3 separate regions of the Zea mays genome follow, and all the other regions are linked to region 1. Evidence: chromatin contacts called from public Hi-C data. All regions are on one chromosome and are shown on one strand. Each heading gives the region's core, a stretch centred on a gene start, on an enhancer-like site or on the middle of the called end of the contact. The rest is flanking DNA. Distances are from core to core; before and after follow the strand shown. Region 1 holds the start of LOC103643674 (fructokinase-like 2, chloroplastic). Region 2 holds the start of LOC103643670 (nucleolar protein 14). Region 3 holds the start of LOC100304276 (putative regulator of chromosome condensation (RCC1) family protein).

Region 1 (4,749 bases), core at 790-3,289:
GTAATTTTTATACATTGCATCAAGGTCTGAAAAAAACAACAAATGCTCAAGCAGTGAAGCTTAACAGTTAGTGCCTACCTTAGCTGCGTTCCATGTCTACATGAAAATGACCAGACCGTAAGATACAAATCAGACCGGCCACGTGGACAAGAAATACAGGCAGAGTGCAGAACAACCACATGCATGCACCCACAAGAATTGACATGCAAACTCCATTCTGTAGTGCACTGGCCGAAGAGAGTTTCTGTCAGTCCACATTTTTCCACGCACCATCTATGATCAGACCTAATAAGTAACAACAGACAACGACAGTCCCACGTTGTATGAACAATCGTGCACTGGGCACAAGAGCTGGTACATGCTCAAGCAGAAGAAGGCATATACAAAGTAACACCCTGCCATGATGGTATCCCATGTGGTGAAACAAGTACAAGAGATACAAATGCGTTGTATGTTCCCCAATTTCTGTTGCACCTGGAAATCAGTGGACTGACAATTACATGGAGCAAGGCAAACATATGCACACAAGTCAGAGTGTACATCCATCTTATTCACTAACAAGAGATAGTTTATTTGAAAAATGAAATAGCAATATCATACTAATGGACAAGTGCAAAAGTCTCTGAAAGAGAGAAAAAAACAAGGGCAAAAGCTTAAGGCTTTGGTTCAAAAAAACATCCCCATCTTTTATTTGCTTCAACAATGCATCACAAACCTTTGTATATCAACATCAAATCTACCATTGCATGTGGGATTGACACACTCACACACATCCCACCTTGAAATCCTTTTTCCTGGATGGTTCAAGTAACATACTAGTACATGTGAAGCAATAATGCTCCCTTGACAATTCTCCCTTCTGATGGATGACACACCAGAAAGAAGCTGAGGGTTCTGTTAAGAATATTTAGAAGGGTCAACAATATTCTCAACGAAGGAATCTCTGCCAGTTCCATTAAGCCATAAAATTGAGTTAAATCTTCCCTTCAAGCTTAGTGTGATGTTCTTGTTTAGCTCTGCTTGATTCCTTTTTTCCTGTACAGTTTTTTTTGGGTTCTTATTCTTCTCTGTTAATAGAAGAGATCTCCAACTGTTCTGTTCAAAAAGTTCTCTGCCAGTTCCATGTAAGACACTTGAGTATTGCTCAGAGGCTATATAAACCCAGATTGTAGCCTATGCAATGTGAATAGATCCCCTGCCATGTACACACAATGTGAGAAACAGAGGTTAAGGCACCTGCGAGATACATCATTCACTATATATGCTCCTCGATTTACAGTTTCACCTGCACTTCTGCATATAATTGTATTCATGGATAAGCTTCTTTCTATCTCAAGTATCTTTAACGACTGCACCCAGCACAGGAATCAACCTTTGAAGCTCTTCCTCCTCTGAGAGCCTTGTTGCAAAATGGCACGTGGATCGAGTGCCAATGCCAACTGTATCTGCATGTTCAGATGTTAGCAATTTGACCTCAGAAAAACAGCATCCACTCAAGAATTTCCACCTGTCACTAAAGATATCTGGCTTCAGATTATGTCTATGAGGCCATGACCCACAGGCAACACTATTATTAGGCCTTCTTTTATGATCAAACAAAGGCTCTCCATGAAGGTTCTTCCACAGTTTAAAGTGCACATTTCAGCATATTGAGAGAATGCCAACTTTGCATTGATCCAAGGATCAAGAGATCCTAGAAGATCCATCAAAAGGAGCTAGAAAAAAAAATGCTCTCTCATATTTCCGTTCGTTTGATGCTTATCATAAAATATCACATCCAGATCAACTGGTCTGGGACTATATCTTCATCAGTTTGGCATAAATCGTAATCATGTCGTCCAAGCTTGGTTGTCCATCTTACAACAGAATATATGAACAGTGGTTGATCAGGTGCTGTACTGATTGTGTATCATCCACGTTGCTCCCTAAAGCAACGACAATCTCTTGCCCTTGGGAGCTTGCAAAGACATAGGATTCCACAGATGAATGGTGCCTCGGGAAATGCACGCCCGCCCTTGTTAAGGACCCAACAAGCTCGGTACTGCCAACATGAGAGGAAAATTAGCAAACTGTTTTATATCAGAATGAGCATTTGAAGCTAAACAATCCTTTGAAACGGAAATCTGAAGTAGAGTAGCTTCATTTCCACATCTGTAGCACTGTGGCAGTAGACATGAGGAGACCAAGAGCAGGGGGGAAGATAGGATTCCAACAGAGCAACAGTGGCCGGTGCTGGAAATTGAAAAGTCGGAGCCGGACAAGTATGGCGGAACCACTGTGACCTCGAGGCGAGAATACGACAGGATTCTTTTCGGTAAACAACAACGACAACAATAACCGCTAAAACTAGTTGGGAAAAATGGTGGCAAGCAGCATAGGAATCAAGGGTTCTACAACAAATGTCAGCATGGATGTGAGAAGATACAACTCGATGCCATTCCATTATACGGGGGAAGAAGAAGAGATCGGTACCTCCCGAGCGAAAAAAATTGGACTGGGGAAGTGCGGAGGAGGCCCGATTTCATTTGATTTGAGGCGGCGCAGGCACAGAGGAGAGCGCTGCGCCATGCGCCGACTGGGGAGGAAAACAACAGGTTACGCGAACAGAATAAGAAAGCGAATTAATGGAATACGCCTTTTCTGGTATGACGTTTCTACCCCTTATCCTCATAACTATGGGCCAAAGTGTAATTTGCTCCGGCCAAATCTCCGTTCCCCTCCTTGTCCCCTGGGGTTTTGCTGTTCCTCGTTGCTGAGCAGTGATTGGAGGGGCTACCGGGATTTTTGCTACTTGCCTCCATTGATGGCTTATCTTCTTCTCCATCCTCAGTTCACTTGCTCCCAGCCCCCTTCTCATCGATTGAGGTAATCTCTCAACATAGTGAATCCGTTGCTGTATATCCCAATTATCAATGCGAGTCCGCGTGAAACATGCCGTTTCCCCCCGTATGGTCGCTGCAGTCTGTGGTGCGATAGAGGAGATTAGGAGCCAGAATTGTGTCTTTGTTCATTCTGGGACTAGAAATGCGGCTCTGTCCTGTGATTCATGGACCTGGATATTGTCTGGTCAAGTCATTTGGATTGTGTTGTGCGCAGGGGTCAAATACATTACAAGACAAACAATATGGGGAAGAACATGGCTAAATCTACAGTGAGTTTGCTTAACCGCAGTGCTAATTTTGCATCAAGGACTTCACAAGATGCCGTGGATGGGTTAAGCGATGAAAGTGACGGTGAAACCTCAACAAAAAAGAAGAGAACCCCAAGACGTGGAAGAAAGAAAGCCACCGTTGAAACATCGAGAGATGTAGGAGAAGAAATCGAAGTCATCACTGAACAAACGGCCGCTGAAGAGACTAAGGAAGTTAAGAGGAGAGGCCGCAAGAAAGGTAAATACCTACATATTGGTTGCATTTTTGCAGCACTTCTGTTTCTATATGCTGCGGTTTTCATAATTTTTCTCGACTGGGAACAGCTTAGCAAGTCACAATTTTTCTCTGTTCTGTCTATTCTGTTACAGCTGCTACTTCTGCAAGCTCAGAAGAGGAGAAGGATAAGGCCAAGGAACCGAAGAAGAGGGGACGTAGAAAAGTTAAGACTGTAGAGGAACCTATTGATAATGCTGGAGAGCATCTGAGCAAAGATTTGATGCTCTATAATGAAAGAGAAGATCAGACTCGTCTACAGAATTCTGCCAGTGTTCTGGAAAGTAAAATAGCGTCAGTGCTACATGAGGATATTGGAGAGGTTGACGATTTAATTCCGCTCGTGTGCTGCTTTGGACCTGCCAAATACTCCTTTATTCCTTCTGGAAGACCAGCAAATAGGTTGATAGACCATGAGATTCATGATAGAATGAAGGACATGTTTTGGTCTCCAGACAAATTTGTGAGGGCACCAGGAGGGTCTTCATCCAATGTTGCTCTAGCTTTAGCAGCGATTGGTGGAAGGGTTGCATTCATGGGAAAATTAGGTGATGATGACTACGGTCAAAGTTTGCTGTATCACTTAAACATCAATGGAGTTCAAACTCGAGCAGTTTATATGGACCCTTCAGCACCAACTGCTGTGTCTTTGATGAAGGTCAGAACCGAAGGAAGTCTGAAGACAAACTGTGTTAAACCTTGTGCTGAGGATTGTTTCCTGCCGTCTGATATCAACCCGGCAGTTCTAAAAGAGGTAAATATCAAACCATCATCAAATTTAAATCCTGTGATATCATATCCTATGTATAATACTTTATGTTTTAGATGCTCTGTGCAACATTTATTTATTAATAATGATATGTGATCCTGAAAATACTTAGCTTTTCACTTTGTACACATGTAGGTGTGGGTCCTCTTCTATTTCAGAACATAAAGGATGCATTTTTAAAATATCTGACGGGAGAAACTGTTGTACTTCATTTTGTACTCTTCTACTCTACCAATACATCAAATTTCAAGTTATAATTCATCATATGTTAAGAGATATAAAAAAATAAAATTCTATCATTTTTAATCATTCATATTGGATAGAATTTTGTCTTTTTTATATCTCTTAACATATAATGAATTATAACTTGAGATTTGATATATTGGTAGAGTAAATAATGAAGTGCATATATAAATTTTGAAAACTTTTTATGACTTTTGGTAGTTTGATTGCACGATATTTGTACGAAAAGCATGAGTGCACAACATTTTTTGTCGTGTTTGATAATGCACTTAGTCATATTCTTTTTGTTCTCGAATGCGCAAGAGAGCTACA
Region 2 (4,749 bases), core at 687-3,186, 490 kb before region 1:
TTAAATTCAGCTTTCTTTGGTGTAGGGAGAAGTCAGAAATGTTGGGATACGTCTCAAAAGGTTTGTGAAAAAAGCGAAAGTAACAAAAATTGAACACATTGAGATGTAAGTACCACAAGTTGAACGTAATGAAGTAAGCAGTTATTGAAAGTTTGAAACTCAATATGTTCTAATCCAATTACCTAGGTATTTTCGTTGAGGCTTCAGATCATTAGTTGATGTCAGCAGAAGCCGAAAGCACAACCCAATAATGAGCCCTAGGTTAATACTAAAGGGAAAGATATTGTTCTAGGTAACACTACCATGCCATGACACGCTAGCCAAAAAAAGGCTTGTTAAGAGTTAGATCACACACAATACCCACCTTATAAAATTTACTCTTTGAAATGATCTCCGTCATAACTTCCTTCTTGCTCTTCTGCCCCTGCTAACACAAGATAAGTAGAATGAGGTAACCTCATATGGATCACATGATTGCATTTACATCTCAATTTCTCTATGTGGCTATAAAACTCACGTGTGTTTCTTGTGGTAGATCAGTTATTGAAGGATGGTCATCACTTTGGAGAGATAAACGCTTCTTTGAGAGGACCATTTTACCTGGAAGTATAAAGATTGAAAGCAAATGAACAACATAGAAACAAAACATGAACTGATATGCATAGAAATACAATTCTTTATACTGCTATAATATTATCACCATTCTTATTATCTCCATCATTGAGGTAACAAGCTCAAAATGGCATAATTAAATCCAGCAGTTGCTTTTCGCAATGCAAACCGGTTACTACAATAACTAGTTATTGAAGCATCATACTAACACAAGATTTATAGGTCCACATCAAAATAACTTTTGTTCTACTCACAGTACTAACAGAAAGTAAGCCCAAACAAGAATATGGAGAACAAGGTGAAATCAAAAGATCACAATGCAGTCTGGCATCCAGTTCACAGTCAAAATATAATTGCATAACAGAAAAGACAAGATCATACTGCACATAATGCTGATGCTAGACACTAGACAATCTCACATGATCTAGATGGATAAACTATAACAACTGGAGAGGATTGTATTCCAGCCAGAGATAGGTGTACCTTCCTCGTCGCTCCCATCATCGAGAGGCACTTCCTCATCAAAATCATCATTTTCCGATAGCAGCACATTATGAATATTGATTTCGTCTTCATCATCATCTGATAGATTGTACTTGCTTTCTCGTTTCAACTTGGCCTAACCAATAGAAGAATGGGTTGATAAACCATAAGTTCACAACAGATACTGGTTTATGTTGGTCTCTTTTGCACCGAAGCATGTCAATGTCGGGAGAAATACTAGAGATGTCAGTGTCGCTCTTCAATTAATGAACTATGAACTATCTCTAAGCGCAACATACCAAGCGCTCGCGTTGCTGGCGAAGGATGGCCTTGTCGAACTCGGGCAGTGTGTCGTCCCTCTCGCCGATACGCCGGTCGTGGAACACGGACGACTTGGCGCTCTCAACGAACTCCTTGAGCAGCGTGTTCTCCCTCTGCAGCAAGGCAAGAGGAATCAGCCACCAATCAACCAGCGGAAAAGCAGCTAAGCAGCAGTTACCTTGCGGATGGCCTCGGAACGTGAGCGCGATACGCGCCGCTCCTCGCCCTTGCGCTTCTTGCCGAGCACGTCGAACTTGCGGCGCGACCAGATGGCCTCGAACGGGTTGTTCCGCTCCTCCGCCGCCGCGCCACGAGCCTTCATGGCCACCTTGGCCGGGCCATTCTTGCCTTTCTTCTTTCCTTTGCTCTTCTTCTTCTCGCCCGCCGCCGCCATGGGCTTCGTCTTCGCCATGTCCGGACAGGAGGACAGAGCGACGGGGAAGGTTCCGCCGCTAGGGTTTAGATGTTTCTCTGGGATTTGCGTTTACTGGACAGAGGAGCTCGCTTCTCTGAGATTGAATGTTGGGCTGGTTCATATTATGGGCCACACATGACAATGCACCGAGGGTCAAGGCCCAATAAGCAACAAACAACTTTCTCAGAACAAAAAGGTGTCATTTCTTTCCTCTACTAAAATATCATTTCTTCGATGCAAAGTGTCATTAAAATAAAAGCAGTTTAAAATTATTTTTTACAAATAAAATATTAACAACACTTACATTGTTTTTGTGTAAAATTTAAAAGGGCAGTAGGCTAGTTTTAGTGGGAGTTTAGTTTGCATTTAATAATTTGCCACGTAAACATTTAAATAGTGTGGCAATCTTTTTAAGAAGAGAGAATAAATGAGTTTTATAGATATGAAACTCGCTTGGCACTATTAAAAAATCTCTATATTAACAACATTTACATCGTTGAGAATGAGTGCCTCATCCATTTCCATTCCATTATATATGGCACTTGCAGTCGTAAAAACAACAATATAAAACTCTTGGGTCAATAATCTGATGGCATACCAGGAATTTTTCCAAAACGGGTCAATTCCCTGTATTATATTGAAAAATATACTTGTTCCTTGTGCCCACATGCCATACACATAAAAAATATACCTATATGCCTCTGAGTGGCACACAAGAAATGAATATAAAATCGGATGGCATACCAGGAATTTTTCCAAAACTCTTAGAGTATGCATTGTCAGTTCTTTGAAGCCCATATGTATAAATTCTAATAAGTATCAAAGACCCTTTCCGTGACTTGAACTCCTTGAATGTGTCATGCATGCCTAACAAGTTTGTGGCCAAATATATTACTACAAAGTTGCTCCTTCAGAAGGGGATTCGACATAACTCTCAAACAAAAGAGAAATGAAATATTTGTTAAAACCTAATAACGTCTTTTGATGTTGATGAGAAGGCTCAAGCTAATGACGTTATTTGAGAAGGGGAGCGAGGGCTATTCTAGCACCAACATGGTGTACAAAACCCCACACTGCCACACGGCAAGAACAAAACAAAGAATAAGCCTTTCAATGCCAAACCAACAAGTACCTTCAAGAAGAAGAAGAAAGCAAAGTTGTTTTGCTTAAGCTGTGGAGAGCTTGGTCATTTTTTCTAAGTGTCCGGATTGAGCGGATTGCAAAATGAAAAAAGAAGAACGTCAACATCATGACTATTAGCAATACTGATGATGAGACCGCCCATCCGGACAAACAGTTCCTCTAGAGACTCATAATATGGCTTGCTTACTTGGAGGAAGCCATTCACAACACCAGTTTTTTTCCCTCTTGTAATTCCTGTAGTCAATATGAAATGAACTTTCCTACCCACTGTTCCAATTTGTAGATTGTTTTGGTTTTTCTATACATGGTTTTTTACTACTCTACATCTAGATATATTTGGAATCTGAAAAAATTGAACGAAATAGCACTGAAATGTATGCAGGTGGTACCCAATTACTCAGTCGACGTCTGCAAACATCTTTAGCCTCAGCCCGGTCTTTGGTGCCATCATATATTTTATCGTGTAAAATGTTTTTAGATCATTTCAACTAATTAACTCCCCTAAATACCATATTGTATTTTTTAAAAGGAAAAGATTATACAGTACTTTTACATGATGAGAATATTCATCCCTACTACCTAAAAATATATAGAAAAGAGGCATACTGATACATCATAAGTTGTGTAGTTTGGCACATCTCCCGAGTGGAACTCCATATCATCTAGAATCAACCGCATCGCAACAGAGGAAAAACATTACTCAACAAAACAGTATTGAAACAAAAAGCAGTCATGCATATTTATTAAAGTGATAAAGAACTAAAGGAGTAGATAGAGAACCATTCCTAGAATGGTTAGAAAGAATTGTGAGACTTCTTTAAGCATTTGACACTTTGACTATGAAGCAACTATGAGCATGGCAAAGTTGCTCGCATAGTTGGACACAAAGATATGTACCGGCCCATCCTCCGCGGAAAAGCTCATATATAGAGTCAACATCGCACAAACTTTAAACATCAAACTAGGGATGGCAATGGGTATAAATCCGTCGGGTTTTGCCATCCTAGACTTCGTACCCATGAAAAATATCTATACCCATTAAAAACGCATACCCATGACGGGTTTGAAATTTTGGCCAAACACGTACCCATCGGGTTACCAGGTACCCACAGTTTACCCGCGGGTTTCATCTCCAACATACTAGTTATTCTCATAATCAATAAGTATCGTAATGATTAACAAGATCATAGTCCAAAAATTATGTGATGAACAACGAGTTCATGATTTGGTATAAAAATATTAGTAGAGAGAATGAAAACAAATAATAAGTTGTATAATTAAGTGATCTTGCACTAAGTTATCCATCCACCACATATATAATGCTAGTAAAACTATAATAGCAAATAGGCAACACTCTCACCAACTATATATACAGTCATCATTTGATGAAAAAATAGGAAGTAAATTGGGAGATAACAACTTTGTTGTTTGTTTATAAAATAAAATGGCAATATGCACTAGGTTTGGTCGGTTTAAAACCCCATGGGTTCACGGGTTCGGGTACTGTTGGAACAAACTCATACCCATGAACCCGCTAGGTATAGATTTATGCCCATTAACAAAACCATGGGTATGGAAAATGACCCAAACTCATACCCTAATGGGGTAAGAACCCATTGGGTTTCGGGTACCCATTACTATCCCTACACCAAACCAATCCTCGCAATCACATATTCCAACACCAAAATCATCACCACATAGCAATGATTTAGCATACAAATACAAACTTCTACTGCATGCATCTATAAAGCTACATCAATTGAATGAATGAGGGG
Region 3 (4,749 bases), core at 739-3,238, 380 kb before region 1:
ACTAGTTTCTGGAAAAGTATTTGGATTGGTAATTTGCCTCTGTCTGTTCAGTTTCCTGTTCTTTTTTACTTGGTCTATGACAAAGATGTTACCGTTAATGATGTATTCACATCTAATTTTGAGACTCTTACTTTTAGAAGAAGGATTGTGGGTAATTTGAGGATGTTATTCGATGAAATGATAAGTTGTAATCAGGTGTCTTTGTCTGATCAGGAGGATAAAATTGTGTGGAATCTGGGGAAAAAAGGCTTCTCAGTTAACCCTATGTACAAAAAGAAAATGGAAGATCAAATTTTGATTTCATATAAGTTCTTGTGGAAATCTAAATTGCCTCATAAAATAAAGGTTTTCTTTTGGTTAGTTGTAAGAAATAAAATTCTTACTAAGGACAACTTGAAGAAAAGGAACTGGATTGGTTCTTTGGATTGCTGTTTCTATGGGGTTGATGAATCTATCGATCATCTGTTCTTTCATTGCCCCATTGCAAAGTATATGTGGAGAGTGATTCAAGTTGCCTTGAATTTGAGACTGATTCCGAATAGTATCAGCTACCTTTATGACAATTGGTTAAGTAAACCAAAAGACAAAACTGCTAATTTGGTTTTGTTTGGTTGTGGTGCTTTATTCTGGGCTATTTGGCGCACTAGAAATGATTGGTGCTTTGGAAAGAAACATTTGCTTGATCCTTCTAACATTATTTTTCTTTGCTGCTTCTAGCTGGATTCATGGGCTACTCGTCAGAAAAAGAAGGAGCAAAAAATGGTGGTTCTAGGAAGCAAGCTAATCCGAAAGACGGCAAGTGAGGCATTCGGCCGGGCCTTTGGGTGGTGCCCTTTAGATAGGCGCATTTCTGGTTGATATGGAAGCTGGAACTTGGAAGATGGTGATGAAGTTTGTTTGTCTCTTGATGGTTGGCTTGTTCAGTTCCTTTTGTGGCTTCTGCCTGTCTGATTGGGTTGTAAATAAGAAAGTCTTATGTAGTTAATCGTAGGCCAAACTTTCTCTGCTATCTTAGGCTCTTCACTAATCTAGTTTGATAGTGTTTAGAGTCTAGATAGGGTTCTGGCCGTGTTCGATCTTTTGGGATGATGTGCCGCGTGGTTGTGGATGTTTCAAACTTTCCTATTTCTTAATGAAATAGGGGGCTTCGCCCCTTCGTAAAAAAAAAACCAAGAGACAAGGGCATATGCTCCCTTTCCAGAATGGAAGCGTATCTTAATCGGTTCATTCTATAACCACCTCATCCATAATACTAATATGCTGGTTCATGGTTCATCCACCTAAACTCAACAGTTTAATCCCATGATTTGGCCAAGATGGCCATATCCAAAACTTATTTCAACCAGTGTTATCGAGAAAAGATTTTTTTTACTAGACAAAACAATAATATATTTCCTAATTATGATCAAATTGTCGTTCTACCGAAACAAATAAAAAATGCGGTAGCCCTACCCCTCCATGATGAATCAACTTGCCCTCAAATAATTGCGCTTTCCCCCCAGAATAGTACGATACAATCACCATTTCCTGAAGCAAAGGCGCCTAACAAATTAGCATAAACAACGAGAGTAGGTGAAACAAAGAAACGAACCCTGGGAGTGCCGAGTTTCGCGAGGGACGGGATGCGGACGTAGAGCAGGCGATCTGGCATGCACAAGCACGGGGAGATCCTTCGTTTTCCTCCACAGCTTCGTCGATAGAGATTTACGCCATTTGTTTATCAGCGTTCTTTCCTCGTGTAATTCGTGGAAGGATGGAGAAGCAGTCGCCGAATTTGGTCGGTAGGCGTTGGTGGTCTCGGTTCACGCTCCAGACCCGTGCTCTCAGCAACCTGCTAACCTCCCCTGGACCCGGTTCACGCTAGGCACGTGACGTGATCACGTGAGCCGCTTTGTCTCTCTGCCGTCCCTGTGTGGCTCGTGTGGCTGGCTGTGTCCTCCATCCTTTCAAGGACCTCGGGAATCCAGAAAATTCCGGTGGTCGGTGCCCACGGACAGGCGTGTGCGCCACGAGCCCGACGAACAAGGGAACGAGGCCATTTCCACCGGTCAAACTAGGAGAAGCAAGCAAAGCTCCCCGCCATTAGTAGAATCCGCCCGAAGTCTGCCCCGCTCTTCGGCCTCGTCCCTTCTCTCCAGGTGAGCGCTGGATGAACCTCTGCTCGGCTTTCTGCGTTGCGCTAATCGATTGCTGGATGGTCGCCAGTCTGATTTGATGAAACAGAAGTTGGGGAAATTGAGGATCTCCTTAGGTAGGAGGATAGATTTAGCTCTTTCTCCAATTTCAAATAATGGATAAGTTTCAGTTTAAGCTATTGTTCATTTTATCTGGATTCCTTAGCCGGTGACGTGTCCCGATGGACATTTTGTGGACTATTAGGGGATGGTTCCCGATACCTTAAGCTTGTTCTTCCTGCAGCTGCCTGTTTACCCCATATGTAGTGCCGCAGTTGCCGTCTTACACACGTTGCGATCTTGTTAGCAAGGGTGATTTAGTTTTGTAGCTTCAATGTGCTCTGTTTGCAAAATTCTATTAAAGTGACTTAAATCTTTGAGAAGACATAGATGTGTTCTGAATTAGGGCGGCATTTGTTCATCCTACCAAATTTGCTGGTTCAAACTGCTTATTTGATGGCGTAATTGTTCAGTTCCAAATGGTACTTTTGTTCTCTATACGATCTCTGTAGGATTACCATGAGTCCATGACAGATAGTCTCATTAATGACAATTTTATCTTTTGATGAACATATTAGTTGTTAATGAGAACATGAAAGAGGAAATGGACACCCTTAATGCTGTGAATGGAAACAGTCATTCATCAAAGCTGGGATGTTTTTTTTGGGCCGAACTGCTCTCTTTTGTTATTTTTTGGCCTGATGGTCTCAACAGATTCACTTGCACTGTTCTATCTCTCTGTCTATTGGTTTAATGGTTGCACTGCTCTGCTTGTTTGTTGTTGTGCTTATCTTTTATTCATCATAATCAACCAGGGCCATGGATGTAGATGATGTGCTCAGTAACTTGCGTGTTGTTGGTGTGCCAACAAAGAGTGCAATTTACATATGGGGTTATAACCACAGTGGCCAGACTGCCCGAAAGGGCAAGGAATGCCACTTGAGGATCCCCAAGAGCCTCCCTCCCAAACTATTCAAATTGGGGAATGGGAAGAGCCTCAGGTGGACCGATATTGCATGTGGCCGTGAGCATACCGCTGCAGTTGCTTCCGATGGATCACTGTTCACCTGGGGTAAGTTCTGCACACTTCGTTCGAATACGTGCATGTTAGAGTGCCAAAAAAATTAAATATAGTTTAGATGAGAGAACTAACACCTTAATTGCAATGTTGTACTAAGAGATGCCATAGCTGAGTTACTATATGTGTTTATTTTGCTAGTTGTACCTGGAGATAACCATCTCTGGTATTTTTTTCTCTCGAACGCACAGGAGAACTGCACGTCATTATATTAAGAAGGAAAAAAGGTCCAAAATAGACCGAGTACAAAAAATACCCCAGTAGGGGCAGGATACATACTACCATAAAACTAAACCTAAGGTGGCCAAAATAAACTTAAATTCACAGCACCAGCCTGGTGCCAAACAGCAGCATCCTCCTTTATGGTTTGGAGTATACGAGAGACTTGGAGAGGCACCATCAAAGGCGCAGACGTTTCTATGTTTCCAAATCCACCAGGCAACGAGAATGACAAGCGAGTTGAAACCTTTTCTGTGTAGCTTTTGAACTCTTCTCTCTGTCCCATTCCACCAAACTTGCAAACAAATGTCCTGCCGTAGCGAACTGCTGCAAATTGACCATGCTTAACACAGTGAACCACACACTCCTAGCAAAAACACAATGGATCAGCAGGTGATTGATGCTTTCTTCTTCTTGATCGCAAAGAGGACAAAACTCCGGATGGTCTCTGGTATTGAAAGAGCCAGTCCTCTGTTCATGTGTACTTAGTACATTAGAAATTGTTTTCTTGTGCTTCTGTTTTCAATTATGTTAGTAACAAGATCCAAGTAACTGTGAACACTACTCTTCGGAAGGCACATCTAAATTGGCTTCACCCAGTGAGCTTGATGCACCCTTCTATTGGAGTCCTAATTCTACTGGCTCAAAAGATCCAAAACCTGCTACTGACTCTTTTTGCTGCTGGACATGGATCAATGTTCTCCGTTTGGTGATCGGTTGTACATATGATATGAACACTCTTTTTTTTGAACAAACGCAGGAGAGCTGCGTGTCATTATTATTAAGAAGAAAAAACATAGGAGAGACAAGACTTGTCAACCCCTAATACAAAGGCCCATAGGCCAAGACCCCCATGACATTAACACAACGCGCCACGCACACAGAGCAACATCACAACCAAAACGACAACCAGCAGCCAAACTGCTAGGGTCCCCTAGGGAGCTGGCGCAGGAGGAGGTCTTGCAGAGCCGATGCACTAGCCAAGCACCAAACACTGCCCTCCTCAATCACAACACTCCTAACTTGCTGGGTGCAGGGTACAACCCCCTCAAACACACAAGCATTAAGGTGCTTCCAAATCTCCCAAGTGACCAAAATGATCAGGGAATTAAGACCTTTTCTTAGACTCTTCTCAACTTTTTTGATACTTTGGCACCACCAGTTTGAGAACCGAGTGCATCCAGGCTGAGGGACAATGGCTAGGAGGCCTAAATTGTGTAGAATGGACGTCCATATTTGTCGAGCAAACACGCAGGAGACAAGAATATGCTGGATGGA

The links. Hi-C and Micro-C count contacts between places; a contact is called where the count stands out from the background.
Region 2: a Hi-C map of ear shows a contact between it and region 1, with 2.1 times the contacts expected there. The contact joins the promoter of LOC103643670 here to the promoter of LOC103643674 in region 1. A contact is called at or near these places in 3 of 25 Hi-C or Micro-C datasets (ear, endosperm and leaf).
Region 3: a contact with region 1 is called in a Hi-C map of leaf, with 3 times the contacts expected there. The contact joins the promoter of LOC100304276 here to the promoter of LOC103643674 in region 1. A contact is called at or near these places in 7 of 25 Hi-C or Micro-C datasets (bundle sheath, ear, leaf and 2 more).

Annotation. Positions count from the first base shown.
Region 1 is chr1:255,228,885-255,233,633 of Zm-B73-REFERENCE-NAM-5.0, forward strand. It overlaps LOC103643674 (fructokinase-like 2, chloroplastic), which reads left to right and starts at 2,040. Exons shown (of 5, transcript XM_008666858.3): 1 at 2,040-2,865; 2 at 3,097-3,389; 3 at 3,521-4,179. The coding sequence starts at 2,360. LOC103643675 (a long non-coding RNA gene) reads right to left here and starts at 2,636. Exons shown (of 4, transcript XR_004855532.1): 1 at 2,473-2,636; 2 at 779-2,041; 3 at 1-474.
Region 2 is chr1:254,736,675-254,741,423 of Zm-B73-REFERENCE-NAM-5.0, forward strand. It overlaps LOC103643670 (nucleolar protein 14), which reads right to left and starts at 1,937. Exons shown (of 14, transcript XM_008666838.3): 1 at 1,595-1,937; 2 at 1,395-1,529; 3 at 1,096-1,231; 4 at 518-600; 5 at 365-424. The coding sequence starts at 1,828.
Region 3 is chr1:254,848,208-254,852,956 of Zm-B73-REFERENCE-NAM-5.0, forward strand. It overlaps LOC100304276 (putative regulator of chromosome condensation (RCC1) family protein), which reads left to right and starts at 1,989. Exons shown (of 9, transcript NM_001165719.1): 1 at 1,989-2,138; 2 at 2,990-3,246. The coding sequence starts at 2,994. LOC100278337 reads right to left here and starts at 1,886. Exons shown (of 8, transcript NM_001407295.1): 1 at 1,592-1,886. It also overlaps a transcript of LOC100282360 not described here.